Regions from separate parts of the Sus scrofa genome. Here region 2 is linked to region 1. Evidence: chromatin contacts called from public HiChIP or PLAC-seq data. All regions are on one chromosome and are shown on one strand. The core of a region is the stretch at or near the end of the contact, and the rest is flanking DNA. Distances in the headings are between cores, read along the strand shown.

Region 1 (7,400 bases), core at 1,359-3,858:
ACGGTCCTTTCACGTGTCATTCCGTAGATCCCACTACCACTTTCGCGGGGTCTCTGCCCTCCCACTGCTCCCCCCATCCCTCACGCTCTCCCATCTGGCTTGGAGGCCACGGGCGGCCATTGTTATTACTACTTCCTTGTATATATCCTCCTTTCTTTCCCTTTTTTCTCTTCATGGATTATCAAACAAAAATAAGCCTGGATGAATCCAAGCCCTCACTGTCCTGGGCTTGCACCTTCCCAGCAGAATGTGGCCTCTGAGAAACACAGACTAACCCTGCTGACTGGCCCTTACCCCTTCTCCTCGCCCTCCACACTCTGAGCTGATGACCTCACTTCCTGTTTCCCTGCGCAAAGAGAAGCCCTCAAAGGGAACTGCACCTGTTCTAGCCCCTCATCCATGCAGCTGCTGGCCTTCTGTTAGGGTGAGTGAACTTGACCTTGCTGGTCTCCAAGGTCAGACTCCTCCACTGTGCGCTGCAACCTTCTCTTCTTGCTCCCTCAAAGATAACTCTTCAGAACATGCCCCCACCCCCGCTCTAGTCATCCTCAAATTTTCCCTCACTACTGAATACTCCCATCAGCAAACTAAGGTGGCTCTAACAGCTTCATTCTCAAAAACTGAAATAAAGCAAAAAAAAAAAAAAAAATCTGTTTTGACTCCACATTTCCCTCCAGCTACCACCCCATTTCTCTGCTCCCCTTTACAGCAAAGCGTCAAGAAAAGTTGTTTACACTCATGGTCCCTCTTTCTACAGCCTCATTCTTCCTAGAGGCTACTCTGGTCAAGCTTTCCCACTCACCTCTGCTGAAATAGCTCTTACCAAGGCCACTAGTTGCCTCTATGGCACTGACACCAATGACCAATCACCAGTACTTACCTTCCTTGAACTATGAGCTGCTGTTGGAGGCATGGATCCATCTTCTATCACTCGTCTTCCAGCACATAAAGATCCTCCAGCCACCCTGGCTCCTCTCAGGATCCTTTGCTGGTCCCTTGTCATCAACCTGACTTTTCAATGTTGGGGGCCCTGGCTCATCCTTGCCTTGTCTTTTATCAACACTCTCTCCCTAAATGATCTCATTGAGTCCTGAGATCTTACTTACTCTGAAGACTCCCCCAACTCTATCTCCAGCCCAGACCTCTCCCCCAAACCCCAGACTTCCACAGTGAGCTTCCTACTTGGGTGTCTAACAGGCAGCTTAAGCTTAATATGCCTCCAAGTGTATTTCTGAGCAACTCCTGTATCTGTTTCTGTATGAGTCTTCTTCATTTCACCAAATTTTTATCTTCCAGTTGCTTGAGAAAACAAACAAACCAAAAAACCCCTCAGAGACCAGCAACATCAGGTCAGCTCTACCTTTTAAATGTGTCTAGAACCTGACCACTTCTTTAGGCTTCCACTGCTTTCATCCTGGGTCTTGCCAGTCTTCTTATCACCAGATTATTTCAGAAGACTTCTAACTGATGTCCTGGCTGAAGCCCTCAGGCCGCTCAGGCTGGTCTTCACACCGCAATCAGAGTTATCCTTTTGAAATATTAGACCACATCCTTTCTCTGCTCAAACCCCTCCAAACAGCTCCCCATCTCATTCAGAGTAAAAGCCAAAGTCCTCACTTTAGCCTATAGGGTCTCCCCTCTTCCCTCATCTCCATCCACTCCCCTTTCCCAGGGGTCATGTTTTGCTGCAAGGTATCCCACCTGAGGGGCTTTGTCCTGGCTGTTCCCTCTGCCTTTCCATACACATATCTCACAGCAGGAGCGCTGTAAACAGCAATAGCCTGCACTCTCTCCCCTCCTTAGCCCAATTTCCATAACACTGAAAAGCATCTAATGTCATACATATGTCTGTTTATTTATTTATTGTCTCAGGAGCAGGGTCTCTTTTGTTCACTGCTCCACTATCTAGAAGAGTGCCTGGCACACAGCAGATACTCAAGAACACCTGTTCGATTGCAAATTAAAGAAACAAAAATGTACACGTGTGGCATGTTCATGTACCAGAGTCTGTTGTCAGAGCTTTGCAATGCATTGTCTCGTTCATCCTCATAAACTTATGGTACTGTATGTACTCTTATATTTGTGCATGTGTGTGTGTGTGTGTGAGAGAGAGAGAGAGAGTGGAAGAACATAGGAATGGAGTCAGGCAATAGCCTATGGTGACTGAATGGTGGAGTTGAGGTTTAAATCCAGGCTTTGAATCCTATTAAGAGTGATCATTCTATCACTTTCTACGCTCTCTTGGAGGATGTTAAAATGAGAGTGATCCGTCTCTGGCAAGTATGAAGGAATCAATCTGCACAACTTGGTCCCTGGCCTTTAGCCGAAACGAAGCTTTGTTAAGAGTTCAGGAAGTGGTCGCACAAAGTGGATTTAGGATCCCTCTGGCAAGAGCGCTGAGGCAGAGAAGCGGCTGGGCACCAACACTTCAGTGGCAGGTGAAAGGAGAGGAACTCTTCCCCTCTGCTTCCGCTTTCCCCCAGCCGCCTCCGCCTCAGGCCTCAGCGCGGACTCCTACGCCCGAGTCCGCCCAGCCGCCTGGGGGCGCCCGAGGCTGAAGGGGGCGTTGCGGCGCCGCCCGACGTCGCGCCCTCGGCGGCTGCGCAGTGCGCACGTCAAAGCCGGGCTCGGGCCGGGAGCGGGGAGCGGCGCGGCCTGGGAGAGACTGAGCCTCCGGGAGCCGGGCGAAAGCGAGGGTGAAGGCGGCGCGGGGCCCCGCAGCAGAGCCGTAGCCGCAGCCCAAGAGAGCGAGCGAGCGCAGCAGTGCGGCGGCCGCCGCGGGAGCCCCTGGGCCGCCGTCCGCCCGCGCAGCCGCCGCCGCCGCCGCGGGATCCTGTCGCTGGGAGCAGGAGCGGGCGGAAGACAACGGAGGGGCCGAGCGGCCGAGCCGCGCCGCGGGGACCGAGCGAGCAGCCCGAGGCGTCGGCGGCCGAGGACGGGGACGGCGACGACGCGGAGGCTGAGAGGGAGCCGCCCGGCCCAGCTCCGTGAGTGACCCCCGGCCCGACCCAGCTCGCGGCGTGGACGCCCGCCCGGCTTCCGCCTGCCCTGCCCGGCCCGTCACCGGCCCGGGGCTGCCTCCATTTTCTCGGGTGGTGGAGGCGGCCCCGGCCCGGTATCGGCGGGAGCGGCCCGGTCTGCCCTCTCCGCCCGGCCCGGGCCCCTCGCGGAGCCTACCCCCCTCGTCGTCCTCGCCGGCTCGGCGCCCAGGGGCCTGCAGCCGGGGCTGCGGGGCGCCACGCTCTCCTGCAAGCCCTCCGCAGTTCTTTGGCGGGGCTGGCGGCATGGGGGCGTTCGCGGCCGGAGCCCCGAGGGCAGGCGAGTGCGGGCCGGGCCAACTGTCACTCCCGCCGCGCAAGGGATCCGGCCACCTTGCTCCTGGCCCCTGGTAAACTTCCTGTTATCGGGAGGCAGATAGCATCTCTGTGGTCTGCATTTCGGGAAGATGCCTAACTGTTTTCTGGTTAGGAATTGTGCGGCCAGAGCGTTCCCGAGGTCGGTTGAACCAGCCTGCTCGCTGACTGCCTGCAGGCGCTCTGGTCGGTCCGCGCCGGAGGGATTCGAAGGTGAACCCCGGCTCGCGGTCCCCTCCCCCGAGGAGCTTACATTCTGGCGTGGGTGATAAGGCGAGTACACAAATGACTACGATACCAGGAAGGAGATGATAAGTCCTATGAAAGAACTACAAAATGCTAGAAGGGTACCCGGAGAAGACCGGCCCGATCGATCACTTCCGCCTAGCAGAAATCTGAAGGCTTCCTGGGCGAGGCTGTGCAAAGTGGGGTCTTGAAGGCCAGATGGGATTTGGGAGAGAGGAGGGTTGCAGAAGAGGAGCAGTGTGTTGGAGGAGCAGCAACGCTAGAGGACAAAGGTAAAAAGGCATAGTCGGAAATAGTAGATAATGCAGTTTGTCGTGGGGGGCAGTGGGGGGTAGGCCAAAGAGTTGGGGGGCAGATCCTTGAATGCCGTAGAGGAGCTATTTGAGTGGCATTCTAAGGGTAACTTAGAGCTCATTTCTCAGTGACTCATGGGCCCGGAAATGTAAGCTAGGAGATGTTAAAGGCGCTCTTATGAAAGAAAGGAGAGAAGGAGGCCCAGTACAGAACTGACGTTCTGTGCCTTGAACGTCATGCAGTTTGAGATCGATTTTGACAGCTTTCCGGATATTCAAATAAATCCACGTCCAGGCTAAGCAAAATACCTTTTGTGCAAAGCTTCATTCGATGTTAGGCTCTTAAGAAGTGAGGGAAAGATGTATATAAAATAAGCTCATCTGCACGTAAGGTGTTTCTCTTGGTGCTCTTCACTAAAATGCATCAGAACTTCCAGCGCTCTGTATTAGGTGTCTGCATTTTGGAATTACTGAGCTGAACATCACTTCTTTGAGTTGGCTTTTGGGTAAGGCCATCTACGTTGATGGTTTAAAAAATCAGACTGTCCAACTTTGTATCCCAGAAGATTAGTAACATAGAACTTTTTTTAGGTAAAAATTTCTTTATTAGTTTTTAGTTGTGAAAATTCTTATAGGCGAGCCAGAGGTGAAAATCTGAGGCTTTACTTTGTTTCTTTTTTTTCACCCATATCACTAGCAAATAATTAGCAGCTGTATTTGAAGTTTAGAAATATGATCTATGGAAGCAGCTTAGAACCTTTTTGGTTTTGTAAGAACTTTGTTGTTTGCTCATATGACAAGTGAATGTCAACTTCTCTCAGGTGAAAAGGCTTGTAGAATGCAGGAAGTACATAGAATTTTAAAAAATTATCTTAGCTGTAATCTTACCACTTAGATTTTGTTACTGTTAACATTTTTTCGTATTTCCTTTTCAGTCTTCTTATGTTATTTTTCTCTTAATGAAGTCATCTATAAAGTATATATCTTCTATTAGGCTTTCCTTTTTTTGTCATTAAATATCTCCATATAAAAGGTTTTTAGGGGAGTTCCCTGGTGGTCTAGTGATTAGGATTGGGCACTTTCACCACTGCAGCCCAGGTTCAGTCCCTGGTCTGGGAACTGAGATCCCTCACCATGGCACTGCGGACCATGGCCAGAAATGAATACATAAATCTAAAAAATTTTAATGAATAAATAAAAATTTTTTTAACCAAGTGTAAGGGAAGCTTCTTAAGTGTATTTTTTTCTGACATGTTTGCATTATTTACCTCAGACAAAATGTAGTCATGTTTAATATCTACTGCTGTAGACGGCTTTCTCCAAGCTTTTTCTTGTTTGAAGTATATTTATTGACAGGATCAAGATTTGGATCCTGTTGCTTATTGAATAAAGAAAGATTTTATTACTTGGAGGTGTTGTCATCAGATATGGAAGAGGTCACATATGTGTGCTGTATGAGGGGATGTATTTTTTAAAAGGCACTATAGAAAGGTTGCTTTCATAGCTGCTGTATCTCCCATGCCTGGCGTACCTCCTCTTTGCACCCCACCCCTAAAAATAGTCTTTATACTGGGGCTGTCCATATAGGTTAACTACTGTGATCATGACATCACAGAGATTCAGGATAGATGTATTTAGTTTTTGTATTGGTCTTTCTTTAGTAAAATAGAGAATTTGTCATGAAGTAATGTGCTGCTGTAACAAAAGGGGCTTTTTTCTTTCAATCAATGCAGATCACTTTAGCGGGGTCTTATTTAAACCATTTTTTTCTTTGTGCTTTATAATCTGAAATGTATTAATGAGGTCTATGTTTCTGTTTCTCATGGCATCATATATATATATATATATGTATATGTATATAAAAAATGAGATGTTGAGTTAGACTGTATAAATTTTCATAAGGTTAATATAAAAGAATAGCTAAGAAAGCCCAGTTTAAGTATGGAGCTTGGTTTTATAATGTTATTATTTGATTTTTTTTTTTTTTTTTGCTATTTCTTGGGTCGCTCTTGCGGCATATGGAGGTTCCCAGGCTAGGGGACGAATCGGAGCTGTAGCCACCGGCCTACACCAGAGCCACAGCAACGCAGGATCCGAGCCGCGTCTGCAACCTACACCACAGCTCACGGCAACGCCGGATCATTAACCCACTGAGCAAGGGCAGGGACCGAACCTGCAACCTCATGGTTCCTAGTCGGATTCGTTAACCACTGCGCCACGACGGGAACTCCGATTTTTTATTCGTATATTGCAAATAGATATTCCACAAGGCATCCTTTATTACTTATGAATATTTAGTAAAGTTTTTCTTTTGATCAACTTTTGTAGGTTGTAGATTTCTATTATTACTGCCATATTTTACCAGAGCCTTTTTTTTCAGGAGGGGTTGATCATTCACAGTTGTGCCATCTGTCATAAAAATACTGACACAAACTCAAATGCCCCCCCCCATCCTACCTCCGCAAGCTAAAGTAAAATCCAATAAAGGGCAGAATTTTATTTTAGGTAGTGTCTTCTGGTTACCTTTCTGGTGGTATCTCTTTTTTAGAAATCAGTTTTCCTCTTTTCCATGGCTCCTTTTAATTAGGAATTTGATTTTATGGGTGTCTCCTGATGTTATAGAAATTGGACTCTGATAGGTGAATTAATATGGGTAATGATAAAACGTTGGTAAAACATTGCTTTATGATAAAATTGTGGGAAAGAAGATTAAATATTTGAGCCTCCAGGTTAGACTGCTTGTGATTTGTTTTGTTATTTAATTATTGAGGTATAATGATCTTGTTTTACGTGAATGCAGATCAAGTCAAGTAGCCTAAAAATTGCATAACAATTTAGTCATCAGTCTATATTTTGTTTTTTATTGGAGAGAAGACCTGTATCAGAGCCATCCTTAATTAAAGAAGGAATTGAAGGAGTTCCTTTTGTGGCTCAGCGGGTTACCAACCTGAGGATGTGGGTTTGATCCCTGGCCTCTCAGTGGGTTAAGGATCTGTGTTGCCATGAACTATGGTGTAGGTTGCAAACACGTCTCGGATCTGGCATGGCTGTGGCTGTGGCATAGGCCAGCAGCTGCAAGTCTACTTCATCCCCTAGCCTGGGAACTTCCATATGCCTCAGGTATGACCCCAAAAAGAAAAAAAAGGAAAAAAAAAAATAGAAGGAATTGAGCTATATAAGGTCTTACTTTTTGTATCTCATCACTCAAATGACTCCAACTGGATCATAATCACTACCTTTATCAGTGCAGAGTATGGAAGCCGAGCAAAGTGAGGCAAATATTTCTACCACCAGCATTTCTGGAGTATATCAGTCTGGGAAGAAATGATAAATATTTATTCTGCTTCTGTCTCTTAGGCCTTCCAAGGATTCCGAGAGGAGTTATTGCAAGGCTGGGTGGCAGATGATAGACTGTGGTGATGAAATTAAGATTAACAGCTTACTGCAGTCAGTGCTGTGTTTTGGGTGTCTGTGAGTGTGTGTGTGTGTGTGTTGTTCTCTGATGTTC
Region 2 (7,400 bases), core at 2,857-5,356, 51 kb after region 1:
TAAAAACTTAATCTTCCCCAAAAGAAAAATCTAGGCATAGATGGCTTCACCTAGAGATTTCTAACATTTAAGGACAGTACATAACACAATTTCTACACAAATTTTTCCAGAAAATTAAAGAGGAAGGGGTAGTTCTTTTTTAAAAAAATTTATTATAGTTGATTTGCAGTTTTCTGTCAGTTGGAAGGAGTAGTTCTTAACTCATTCTGTGAGTCCAGGGCTATTCTGATACCCAAATCAAAAACATAGACGAAAGCTGTAGACTAATCCCTCATAAGCATGGATATAAGAATTCTAAACCAAATTTTAGCATTCCTGATAAAAATTCTGCAAAGTAGAATAGAAGATACCTTAGTGAAGGGCAGGTAGCATTATACATGATGGTGAAAGACTGACTCATATCTCCAAGATCAAGAATAAGGCAAGGATGTCCACTTTTACTTCTTCTGTTCAGCTTTGTACTTGGACATTGTAGCTTGTGCAGTCAGGCAAGAAAAAGGAATAAAAGGCATGGAGAAAAGAATCAACTGTCTTTATTTGTGGATGACCTGATCATCTACTTGGAAAAGCTGAAGAAATCTACATAAAAGCGAATAGAGGGAGTTCCCGTCATCACTCAGTGGGTTAAGAATCTGACTAGTATCCATGAGGATGTGGGTTCGATCCCTGGCCTCACTCAGTGGGTTAAGGATCCAGTGTTGCTGTGAGCTGTGACATAGGTCACAGACACAGCTCAGATGTGGCATTGGCCAGCTGCTGCAGCTCTGATTCGACCCCTAGCCTGGGAACTTCCGTATGCCATGGGTGCTGCCCTAAAAAGACCAAAAATAAAGCGGGGGAGAGGTGTTAATAGAGCTAATATATGAGTTTAGCGAGGTTGTAGGTTACATCAGATACAAAGAGCAATTGTATTTCTGTATAGTATCAATAAAAAAACAAATTTGAAATTTAAAAATATCGTTTGGAATTGCATTTAAAAATATGAAATACTTAGAAACACTGTCAAATGAAAGACCTAAGTGAGAGAAGATACACCTTGTTCATGAGTTGGAGACTCAATATTGTTAAATGTCAGTTCTCCCCAAATGATTTATAGCTTCATTACAATCCGGTAGGCAGTTTAGTAGAAATTGTAAAGCTAGTTCGAAAATTTGTGTGGAAATGCAAAAGACCTAGAATAAAACAATGTGGAACAAAAAGTTGGAGGGTTCACATCATCTGTCTTCAAGAGTTATAAAGCCGCAGTAATCAAACCAGTGTGATATCAACATAAAGACAGACAAATAGATTAATGAAACAGAGTAGAGACTTGAGAAATAAACTTATACACGTATGGAAAATTTTTGCTGAAGGTGCAAATGCAGTTCAGTGGAGAAAGAATGATAGTTTCAACAATGGTGCTGAAACAGTTGGATAGCCCCATGTGCTATCCATACCATGTGCAAAATATACAAAAATTTAATCCCAAATGGATCACACAACTAAATGTAAAACCTAAAACTATAAAGTTTTAGAGGAAAGCAAGAGAAAATCTTTGTGACCTTGAGCTAGTCAAAGATTTCTTAGATATGACACCGAAAACATATTCTATAAAAGAAAATAATAAATTGGAATTTATCAACATTAAGACCTTCAGCTCTTCAAAAGACACTGTTGAAAGAATGAAAAGGTAAGCCAAAGCATCTTTGCAAAACGTATTTCCAAAGCCTATATTTGATAAAGATTTCATCCAGAATACATAAAGAACTCTCAAAATGTAATAAGAAAACAAACAATCCAGTAAAAAATGGATAAATATATATATACACTTAGACAAGAAGATACACAAATTTCAGAAAAGCACTTGAAAAGATGATAGTCTTAGGAAATTACAAAATAAAGCTATGGTGAGATACTGCTGCACACCTGTCAGAATCCCTAAAATTGAAAATACTGGCTATACCGAATGTTGATGACGATGCAGAGCAACTGGAACTGCTGGTGGAAATATAAAATAATACAACCACTTTGGAAAACAGTTGGGCTGTTGCCTTAACAAGCTAAACTTAACATCTAGCTATTTCACTCCTGGGTATTTACCCGAGAGAACAAGGAATCTATGTCCATACAAAGACTTGTACGTAAGTGTTCATAGCAACTTTATTGGTAATATCCCAAACAGGAAATAGCCCAGGTGTGTGAATAAAACAGTTGTGATACATCCATAGAATGGAATACTTACTCAGCAATAAAAAGGAATGAACTATTGCTATACACAGCATGAAAGAATCTCACAATAATTGTGTTGAGTGAAAGAAGCCAGACTGTAAAGAATACGTAATGCATGATTCTGTTAATACAAAACTCTGAATTGCCATCAGGACAGAATGCAGATCAGGGGTTGCTTTGGGCTTGACAGGCTTGTTTGTGGAGGGTTAGACTGGGCTTGGGGTGTCAGGGCTCTACCGAGGAGTCGTGGTGGTGTGGTGGTGGATGTGTTCACTGTCTTGAGGGTTTCAGAGCTCTGTCATAAGTCCACAGAGTTACCAGCTTGTACATTTTAAATATGTGTGCTTTGCTGTATGTTAATTATAACTCAATGAAGAGAGTTAGAAGACTATCTACCTGCCAACCGAGATATAGGAGGCTTAGAAACCACAGCTATTTGCCCTGAGAATAAATAGGTCATGTAATGAAGACCCCCAAAAGACTACTGAAAGCCTACCTTGCAATAATAGAAAAACACTGCTTCAATTCAAAGTGGTTATCTTCTGCTCTGTGTAGAGAGGTCCATACTTGAGGATGTTGAGAGGAGAGTGACCAGGTTGACACAGAAATTCAAAGCTCTGCCGTGAGAAATAGTTGAATGAACTGGGGGTGTAAAGTAGTGAAAGAAAATTTGAAGCCTAGAGCGCTTAGTAAAATGTTTTTAGGGGATCATCTCATATTAGAGAAGGGCATGGTCCAGAGAGTGACAGCAGATGGAATGAAGACCTGTGAGAGGAGCTAAAACAGGGAGTCCAATTTCATCTTGATATTAGGAAAAATGATAAGTGGAAGTTGGCTTCCTTAGACATTGCCTGTCTCTGGATATGTATTGGTGCAGGCCAAGGGACCACTGAAGTCTCTTTCTCTTTATTTCTTTGGCCACACCTGCAGCATGCAGAAGGTCCCAGGCCAGGGGTTGAACCCAAGCCACCATAGTGACTTGAGCCACTGCAGTGACAACACCAGATCTTTAACCTGCTCAGCCACATGGGAGCTCCCACTTAGATCTTATAGAAGGAATTCCAGCTTTGTGTGACCAACCCATCGTTAGAGTAATACAACACTGTGTTTTGCAAGGTACCTTTGTAGAGAAGAGGCCACCATCTCACTGAGGTAGAATAGTTTCTTGTCCTCATGATTCACATGAAGAAAGCTGTTGTTTCCTAGGACACCCGTTACAGTAAAGTCAGATGGTATTCACTCCTAACAATTCCAAACCCATGGTAGAATTTTGTCAGTTTCTGCTTTATTCATATGTACATGGCTATTTTCTCATTCATTTCTTGTGATCTAAGAGACAAAATGATAAATACAGCATTTGAATGTTTATTTCCGTCTTTGTGGTGTGTTGGTGTTTTTGCTTGTTCTGTATGTTACACAGTTGCCATATTAAGAATTGTCTGTGGCAATTCTATAGGTATTGAGAATCGTCTGTAATACGAATGAATTACCCCCTTAGGAACTATGCCATACCTTTTAAAGAGGATTTGAGAACTACTTTCCTTACACCTTTTGCAAGAAATGGCTTATCTTACCATCCTTATTTTTAGGTACCTGGGGCATGGGAGGGGGGTGGAGTGGAATTTGTTCTTTCATTGCTAACAGCCACACAGATCTGGCATGCATAATGATTGTTTACACACTCGCTGCCCACTCCGTGCTATATAAAGACGGTATAGCTGCCTTGCTCAGCTTATACTTGGTCCCTTCATCACTGTGAATACATGTGTTCACAGTCTTGAATAGCTATATTCACTCATTTCAGGAGAGGAATAAGTTTGCTGGCATGTTTAAGAGGGGGGAAGGGAGTAGCCTTTTCATAGCATAGCCATTTAACAGTGACTCATGGTTACTAAAGTTGTTTCGAGTAATCTTTGACACCAGAGGGTTATTAATAGGTTTTTCTTAGTCCATGATCTCTCAGCTTCGTAAACTCAGACATTTTCTTTTAGTAAAGAGGCACATATGTGTGTAGGATTTTTTTTAATTTAGAAATTCATATGATAATAGAATTGGTCTCATTAAGTGTTTGACACTAGCAATATTTCTTTTTACTTTTAGATTCCATCTCACATCCTTTATCTGAATTTACTTTAAGAACTTCCTTTTTGCAGAGGTGATCCAGTAAATCCCTTTCTGAGAATGAGTGGGTACTTAAGGCAGTAAATATAGATTGGTATATATTTAGAGGACACGTGTTTAAAATGATTTTTTAAATGATTGCTAAAGAGTCGGTATAAAGAAACTCAAAAAAAGAAAAAATATAAGACAGGATAAGAAATGATTTAAGCCCCTCCCCCTCAAAAAAAATCTGGGGTTCTTTGAGGCCTTTCTTAATAGTAGTAACTAGTTAAATGTAAATTATAATAAACTTGACCTGCTCAATAGATCATTTCAAATTTGTTTCTAAAAAGATGACTTTTTAAACAGTGATCCCCATCTGAGTTATGTTTCCTTATGCCGAGTTCCATACTCACTGTGGTTACAGGACAGATTTTGTAAAAGATGACAGCGCAAGTAATTACTGTCATCACTTCCATTGTCCTGTTTTGCAAAAGATTCCCAACTGGATTGAATCCACAGACATTTTAGTGCCCTCACGTGTGAGCACATAGATGGGCACATGGATCAAATTTTGCCCCTTTTTCTGAGGCGTTTATAAGCTAGTAGAGGAAATGGATTGTGCGGGATAATAGAACATAGTGTAGAGATACTTGCGGCTCTGAGTGGATCCTGTGGGAAACGAGAAGATAAAGCAGTTATCACCTCTGTCAGAGGCAGGTACGAGATAGCATTAGGTGACATTTGAACTGGTTTAAAGGTGTTTGGCAGGCAGAGAGCAAGAGAGGGGAACAGAATGTGAAACAGCTTAAAGGATGGCGTGTCTAGAAAACAGTGACAGGTTTAGGGTGACCAGAGGAAAATGGGCGGAGGTGAAGCTAGAGATGTGGATTGTGGTAGGTTGAAAAGGGCCTTGCTAAAGATAGACTGAGGGAGCTGAAGAAATCTGTTGTTTTTGTTGTTGGTCTGCTTTGTTTTACATCTTTATTTTGAAACAACTTTAATTCATAGGAAGTTGTATAGAGGGATGCGGTGTACCCCTTCTCCAGCTTCCCCCAGTGGTAACTTCTCACTTAACCATATACACTAGCAACACCAGGAAATTGATGTTGGTATAGTCCACAGGCCTTATTCACATTTCACCAATTTTACAGTTTTGTGAATATTTGTGTGTAGCTCTGTGCAGTTTTATCACATGCATAGCCACTGCCTCAATCAAGATACATAACTGTTCCCATAACCACAAGGCCCTCCCCTTGCTATTCCTTTATGGCCACACCCATCTCCTCTCCCCATCCCTAACCCTTGCTGCCAGCCACTAATCTGTCTTCCCAGTCCTTAATTTTGTTATTTCAAGAATGTTTTATAAATAGAATCATGTAGTATGTAACCTTTTCAGATGGTTTGGTTTTTTTTTCCCCACTCCACTTAATTCCCATGAAATCCATGCCAGTAGTTGTATCAGTTATTCCTTTTGATTGTCTGTGAGTGTCCCATAGTAAGTGAAGGGGGTGAATGTTTAATCATTGACCTACTGAAGGACATCTAGACAGTTTCTGGTTTGGGCTATTACAGATAAAGCTGCTGTTAACATTTTCATACAGGTTTTGGGTGAACATAAGTTTTCCTCTCTCTGGGACAGATGCCCAAGAATGCAATTCTTGGGTCATATGGTAAGCACATATTTTGTTTTATAAGAAGCCACCAACCTCTTTCCCCAGTTGCTGTACCATTTTACATTCCCACCAGCAATGTTTCAAAGTCAGAGGTGGGGTGAGATTCGAAGTGTTGGAAAGATGGCTGTGACAGAAGAAAATTAACTTAGTAAGAGGACACTGATGACAATGAAAGCTTAAGAGTCAGGAGGAGAAAGAAGCAAGATATGAGACTAGATTTTAAGGGAGGATTGAGAGAATTTGGTGAGTATCCACAGTTAACTCCAGGTTCCTGTATCCTTTGGCCTACACTTCTACCCATCAGATATTTTCCAGAGCACGAGTCAGTAAACTGACCGAGGTTTTGTAAATAAAGTTACAAATAAAGTTTTGTTTCTGTTTTGTAAATAGATTCATTTGATCATTTTTGTAGAGTCCACATATGAGGGATATATGACATTTGTCTTTGTCTAACGTACGTTACTTACTATGGTAATCTCTGCGTCCATCCATGTTGCTGCAAATGGCATTATTTCATTCTTTTTCATAGATGATTAGTATTCTTGTTTTGCCTTTTTTTTTTTTTTTCCCATGCCCGCAGCATGTGGATGTTCCCAGGCCAAGCATTGAACCCATGCCATAGCAGTGATCTGAGCCACTGTGGTGGCAATGCTGGGTCCTTAACTCACTGTGCCACAAGGGAGCTCCTTGTTTTGCTTTTTTATTTTCTTTTTTTTTTCTTTTTTTTTTTGTCTTTTTGCCATTTCTTGGGCCGCTCTCACGGCATATGGAGGTTCCCAGGCTAGGGGTCTAATCGGAGCTGTAGCCACTGGCCTACGCCAGAGCCACAGCAATGCGGGATCCGAGCCGCGTCTGCGACCTACACCACAGCTCACGGCAACGCCGGATCTTTAACCCACTGAGCAAGGGCAGGGACCGAACCCGCAACCTCATGGTTCCTAGTCGGATTCGTTAACCACTGCGCCACCACGGGAACTCCATTGTTTTGCTTTTTTAAACTTAATGTTCCGCATGCGTGCAAAGGGTGCTCTGGAGAAGCTGGTAGGCCATGGTTTCAGGTGCTCTTTTTCCCTTCATCCATTTTTTCAGCTTTTCCTTCTCCTTGTTTGTACAATGGGATTCTACACAGGATCTTTATTTTGAAAAACGGTGGCAGCAGGATTAGGGGGTATGACGTCAGTGGCCCCCAAAGCATTTAAAAACCACTGAGTTCGCTGTCCTCTGCCATCTCTTGCAGCTCTTAAGATACTTTGATTTCATACTGAGGCATCACCTCAGACTTAACGTATTCGATTCAAAATTCATTTTCTCTGCCCCAGAATTGGCCTTTCTCTTCTGACTGACTGTTTTAAGAAATGTCGCCTTTCTGGCAAAAAACCTTAGAGTCATGACATTCTTTTTCTTCAGTATCTATTT

Evidence for each region. HiChIP or PLAC-seq counts read pairs in DNA pulled down with a chosen protein or histone mark.
Region 2: a contact with region 1 is called in an H3K27ac HiChIP or PLAC-seq map of skeletal muscle. The contact joins the enhancer-like site here to the promoter of CAB39 in region 1. A contact is called at or near these places in 2 of 5 promoter capture datasets (fetal liver and liver), 11 of 47 Hi-C or Micro-C datasets (alveolar macrophages, blood, fetal skeletal muscle and 4 more) and 2 of 2 datasets of contacts at active chromatin or transcription factors (alveolar macrophages and skeletal muscle).

Annotation. Positions count from the first base shown.
Region 1 is chr15:131,489,967-131,497,366 of Sscrofa11.1, forward strand. CAB39 (calcium-binding protein 39) reads left to right here and starts at 2,609. Exons shown (of 9, transcript XM_021075733.1): 1 at 2,609-2,987.
Region 2 is chr15:131,539,030-131,546,429 of Sscrofa11.1, forward strand. All of the region lies in intron 2 of CAB39 (calcium-binding protein 39), which reads left to right. Among named protein-coding and RNA genes, the nearest start is that of CAB39, 50 kb to the left of the region's middle. Within about 2 kb of position 4,107, at least 14 of the 83 cell types and tissues checked have an H3K27ac peak or open chromatin away from gene starts, as enhancers often do. A contact at or near this core is called in alveolar macrophages, fetal skeletal muscle and skeletal muscle, where this site is marked.